2 separate regions of the Mus musculus genome follow, and region 1 is linked to region 2. Evidence: chromatin contacts called from public Hi-C data. All regions are on one chromosome and are shown on one strand. The core of a region is the stretch at or near the end of the contact, and the rest is flanking DNA. Distances in the headings are between cores, read along the strand shown.

The links. A called contact is a pair of places that touch in the nucleus more often than the background predicts.
Region 1: a contact with region 2 is called in a Hi-C map of the N1E-115 cell line, with 3 times the contacts expected there. The contact joins two enhancer-like sites. A contact is called at or near these places in 1 of 39 promoter capture datasets (the C10 cell line), 10 of 484 Hi-C or Micro-C datasets (the MC3T3-E1 cell line, the N1E-115 cell line, cerebral cortex and 6 more) and 1 of 115 datasets of contacts at active chromatin or transcription factors (embryonic stem cells).

Annotation. Positions count from the first base shown.
Region 1 is chr4:55,215,064-55,217,763 of GRCm38.p6, reverse strand. All of the region lies in intron 1 of Gm34231 (a long non-coding RNA gene), which reads right to left. Among named protein-coding and RNA genes, the nearest start is that of Gm34231, 8.5 kb to the right of the region's middle. Within about 2 kb of position 1,398, at least 11 of the 459 cell types and tissues checked have an H3K27ac peak or open chromatin away from gene starts, as enhancers often do. A contact at or near this core is called in the N1E-115 cell line, where this site is marked.
Region 2 is chr4:55,075,781-55,078,480 of GRCm38.p6, reverse strand. All of the region lies in intron 11 of Zfp462 (zinc finger protein 462), which reads right to left. Among named protein-coding and RNA genes, the nearest start is that of Gm42289, 8.0 kb to the right of the region's middle. Within about 2 kb of position 1,265, at least 54 of the 459 cell types and tissues checked have an H3K27ac peak or open chromatin away from gene starts, as enhancers often do. A contact at or near this core is called in the N1E-115 cell line, where this site is marked.

The DNA.
Region 1 (2,700 bases), core at 149-2,648, 140 kb before region 2:
GGTGGTGTGGTGTTTTCCCTTTTCCATTGGGGACAAATAGGCCTTGCTCTCTAAGGAAGGCTATAGGGGCAAGCACTGGGGAGATTCTAAATTAAGGGAATATTTTCTCCATGGAATAAAACAAGCTTAAGTTAAGATTGTTGAGACCAGAGCCAAGATGTGGAGTTAGATTGTTAGAATATGCAATTGCCTTGCTCTAAGATGGCCTCCAAAGGGATGCTCTTAATCATGGGGCCAGAACTCTTTAGGCCTGGGAACTGTTTCCTAGAGGGGTACAGCCTCTACTCCTTCTCTTTGCTATGGATTTATCTCCTATTCAGTCCAAAATTCTGTTCGGTATCATTAGGTCTGTCTGTCTGTCTGTCTATTTTGACAGCGTCTTACTATCTAGCTCTGGATCACTATGTAAACCAGGCGAGTGACCTGCCTGCTTCTGCCTCCCAAGTGCTGGCATTAAGTGTACCACTATGCTCCGTGCTTTGTTGTTTTGTTTGTTTTTGAGATAGGGTCTCACTATGTAGCTTACGTTGGTTGTGAACTCTGTCCTCTTGCTTAAGCTTCCTGAATACTAGGATTAAAGATATGAGCCACCATACCTGGTGCTTTCTTGACTGTTTAGAGCAGTGGTAGTGGGTCTCATCCTTTCTCAACCTGTGACCCTTACAGTTCTTCATGTTATGGTGATCCCCTAACCAAAAATTTACTTTTGTTGCTACTTCATAACTGTAATTTTGCTACTGTTATGAATTACAATGTAAATTTTTGTCTTTTAAGATGGTCTTAGGTGACCCCTATGAAAGAATCATTTGACCCCCAAAGGGGTTGCGACCCACAGGTTGAGAGCTGTGGTTTAGGGGGACTTTGCTTTATCTGGCAGTTTTAACCATGCCCAGAGGGTGACCTCAGTCCCTCATTTTAAATTGTCTTCCTCGTCCTCTTACTTCCAAATATGAACTATGTAACTGTACTCATTTGACAGACAAGATTTCAGATCCAACATTAGCCTAGCATCCTTTACTCCCTCCTGTATCAGCACCACCCAGAAGGTGTTCCTCTGGGACATCTGATTGCAGGTTGCACTTATTGTAAGTATCCTTAGGCTATGGTATGGCCTGGTGTCTTCAAGTGAGATCTGCTGGTACCCACAGGGGCTACCTGGCTCTTTGGGGTTTTTTGTTTTGTTTTGTTCCTTAGTAGTAGAGCAGAGCAGCTTCGGAGATGACTCCTTTCTTTCCTTTGCCACAGCAACAGCTGGTGGCCTTCCATCTTGCAATCTTTCTTCTCTTGGCTCTGGGATCTTTGCGATTCAGTCACTCTTCCCTTTTACACACCAACACTTCTTGTTCATGACCCTGAATGCACTTATAATCCTCTCCTGAGTCCACACTCGCAAGGGCCTCATCTCTAATCCGTCGTCAGCTTTCTCTGTCCTCTGCCTCCCTCCTGTCCTCTTGCCCTGAGCCTGTCTTCCTCTCTCAACAGAGGCCATTTCTCCAAACACGCCAGCTTGGCTGGAATCCCCTTCCTGCCTATACAAGCCGAACCTCCCTTCTTGCTGTCTGTTATTTACCTCTTTATCTGGGAGCACATCCCACTTATTATTAAATTTCATTTAGGCAGACCTCAGGCCCCTGTGTGTGATTGCCTGGCTTTCAGCTGGTTGGCTCTCTTTTTTCTGCCCCCAATTGCAAGCAGACGTTAGTAATCAACACAGGGCTTCTCTGATAATCAAATTAGACAAGTGGGACTCAGCCTTTATTTTCTTCTTAATCACTGGGCGTGATAGTAATAATGTCAGCTCGAATAATCTGGCAGCACAAACCTCTCTGTGTTATTTATTTATTTTTTTCCAGATTGACTTCAGTGTTGTCTCATAGCCAGAGAATGCAAACCATGCCCTCACCCAGGATGCGCTTAGAGTCTTGATTGTGAACCATATTGATGCTTCAGAGTTCCTGTGAAGTTCGTAATTGATAGGGAGTATCCTGAAGCAGGGAAATTTTTTTCTGTCCTTAACCCTAGCTGGCAATAAGCTCGTGCCTCACCAGTAGAGTCTGGATAGCCCTTGACATTTTTCTCCTCCTTTCGGAGGGAGACTGCAGCTGCTGCAGCTGCTGCAGCTGCTGCTCCACCCTTCACCAGAGGTTGGGAGAGCAGGGGCTAGAGTGAAAAGAGAGCCAGCTGTCACTACCTCCAATTCCTCAGGTGGCCTTGGCCAAGTCAACTTTCCTCAGTTGTAGAAGAGAGGCTCTGACCTCCAGCTCTCTCCGCTGCAGTGTGGAGAGATGAGCCGTTTCTGGGATCCTTGAAGGCACTTAACATAAGGATGCTACACAAACAGTGAGGAATACACAGAAGTGTGGTTATAGACACACAGAGAAATTAACACAGGGAGCCTTGAAGAGGGAATGGGACCCCTCTGACCTTTCTGTGGTAGCAGAGGGCTCCGGCTTGCTGATGCGAAAGTAAAGCCATATTGTGAGGGAACGGAAGGCCCCAGAAGAGCACATCTCCACTGAAGTGGCTGGAAAAGGATCATGAGTGCCAGAAACCAAGACTGAAGCTGCGTGTGCTCAGGGCTCTCCACTAGATTGATAGATTCCTGCTGCTATGGTAGTGTAAACATTACCCCAGGACTTTTGGTTGGGGAGGAAAATATTTGTGACTTGCTGTTGACTTTAGATAGGTTGTTAGATCTAA
Region 2 (2,700 bases), core at 16-2,515:
AAACACATGTAATAATAACTAATGATAAGAAAAGCAAGCATGTCCCCAGCCACTGACAGATCCTGGCCAACCGCCCAGTATTTATTTCTCAACCGGTGATATTCACAAGTACTGGGATACGCAGACATTTCTGAATGGGTCTGGTGTACACAGCAAATATTGGTCTAGCTGTTTTCTTCACTCCTGTGATGCTGCCACATGTGAGGGGCCTTATACACATGGATTGGCTAGCGAATTGTTTATAAGCCACACCTCCTGGCAAGCTCAAAGATGAGGGTTTACGTGGCCTTTGTGCTGTCCTTAGTCCTAAGCCCAGATGTCTTTCATTAGCCCACTGAGGGCCAAGTCTTCACACGGATAGTAAGTAGCAGACTACACAGTTCTGAAAAAAGGGTGGAGCTTGGGGAAACGTGATCATTTTCATCTCTGATTACCGTGGGCCCCTCAGCAGATTAGACGTCACAGGAAGACAACTTCTGATTGAAATGCCCCATATTTCATGAAATCTTCCAGACATTAGCTAGGACTCTGGGATGCCTTCATCCACTTCACAAGAAAGCTACGTGAACAGGGCCAGTTCTCACAAAAGACAAGGCATTCTCTCACAAATTAAGAAGATCACCACACAAGCCATTAAAAATAATTGCACAGACTATCTTCCTTGATTCTTTTCACTGGAAATGACACAGCGCCATCTGGTCTGCGCATTAATTCCTTAGCAGGGATTATCTTGGGCAAGAAATCAACAGAATGCCTTCCTGACTCCTCCTAGTTGCATAATGAGAGGGGGCAGGGTGGGCGGCGTTCTGCTTGGGTTCCTTTCAATTTCTTCGTGCGTGCGTGGCTTCTCTCTGAAATTCCCAGGCTGATCTTGCTGTGTGTCTATTCTGAGTACAGTCCTCAGCTCTCATGTCTGGGAAGGAACTGGGGAACAGGAAGGCCATGAACTCCCCAACCAAAGGTGTCTATATGAACGTCCAAATGATTCACAAGGAGAATGGAGCTGGTACTTGATCCTCTGCCCTCAGGAAACATGAAGCCGGTCATCTATTGTCTCCAAGGGCACATGCTAAGCTTCATCCTCACAGAAGAAGCCAGTCTACCTGTCACATCTCAAATCACTCTCCCTCAGCCTGAGAGCTGAGCTAATAGCCCCTCGTGCACTCTGCCAGAAGCCAGGATGTCTGGCAAAAACACCCCAGGCTATTGTTGGCCCTGTCTTCTTGGCAACAATCTACTGAGGTGGTGGAAGATTGATTCTAGGTTGTTTCCAAAGAGAAGGAGATAGGACAAAGGGAACCGTTCTTGCAAGGATGTGTGACAGGGAAGGGACAGTTTCAGCTTGCAATTCCCAAGGTACTCAAGTCAGTCCCTCATACACAACTTGTCTACCCAAGGAGGAGTTTTTCTTCTTTTGTTTAGGTCTCTGGATGTAGACATGACACTTTCAGAGGGAAGTAGAAGCCAGGCTGTTCGCCCTAATTCCATCTCGTGTGAAGCCGAAAGCCCAGTGGATAGACTGAGATCAAGCTGGACAAGCAGGAAGATGTGCTTGCTACCTCACATATTTCAGACGCGGTGTTTTCTCATGGCCTAAGCTTGTTTTATTTGTTTTGGGGGAGAGCATTGGGAAATGGAGGGCTCTGGAATGCTGATGGCTTCAGAAATAGCCTAGGCGTAGCCTTAGACATGAAGAAAGTCAAAATATCCAAGAAGGAATCTTTTATCTCATCAAGAGGGACAAGCAGAGCCCGAGTACCAGGAAGAAAAAGAAGCTTTTGTAGACTCACTCAGAAGCATCCTGTCTCCCTCTCCCTGAGGACAGCCAAAACAGTGAAGAGATGTTAAGGATTTGTTGTGAAGAACATATTTGTTAAAAGGTTAAAAAAAAAAGAAGGAAAGAAGGAAGGAAGGAAGGAAGGAAGGAAGGAAGGAAGGAAGGAAGGAAGGAAGGAAGGAAGGAAGGAAGGAAGGAAAAGAAATAAGGCATACTTCTGAGATCACAAGCATTTCCCTTATAAGAAATGGCCCTGAGTCAACCTACAGGAGAGGCTTTTGTTTTATGCAGTCTTGCAGGTTGACCACAGCAAGCAGCTTTTGACAAGTTAGCACGTTTTGGCTGTAAGCCTTGGCTCTCTATGTTAGTTGGAGATTGAAGGACCCAACTAGATCCCTTGATTATCACAGTGGGAGGGTAGGGACAAAAAAAACCACAGAAGAAAATGGCCTCAGGAAGACCTGCTCAGGTCTGCTAGATATTCTGCCATGGGGCCTTAGTCTAGCCCAAGGGCTAGTGCATTTCATGACTAGCGTCTCTTTAAAAAAAGAACACGTTAGCACTCTAAGGGGTTGAAGATGTGTGTAGTGTTAAGAGATCTGCTCTGGAACAACAAGACTGAGATTTACCCTTCAGTGGGTTTATTATCTATCTTCTTACCTTACTTTAGATAGGTTTTAAGTTTGTCAGAACTCTTATTTATTAGGTCCATGTCTTGGATGCCATGCCATTTAATTAATGTTTTTGGCACTCTTAAAATCCACGGCCTCTCACACCACAGGCAAGAATTTTATCACTGAGTTACATCTACCCTTCGCTTTCCATTGTAACGTCAAGGTAACTAGAAAAGACCCCATATAGCCATAACAACCTAGAGTGAACACGATAAGAAGTTCGAGGCACTCCATTCCGTGACTTTAAGA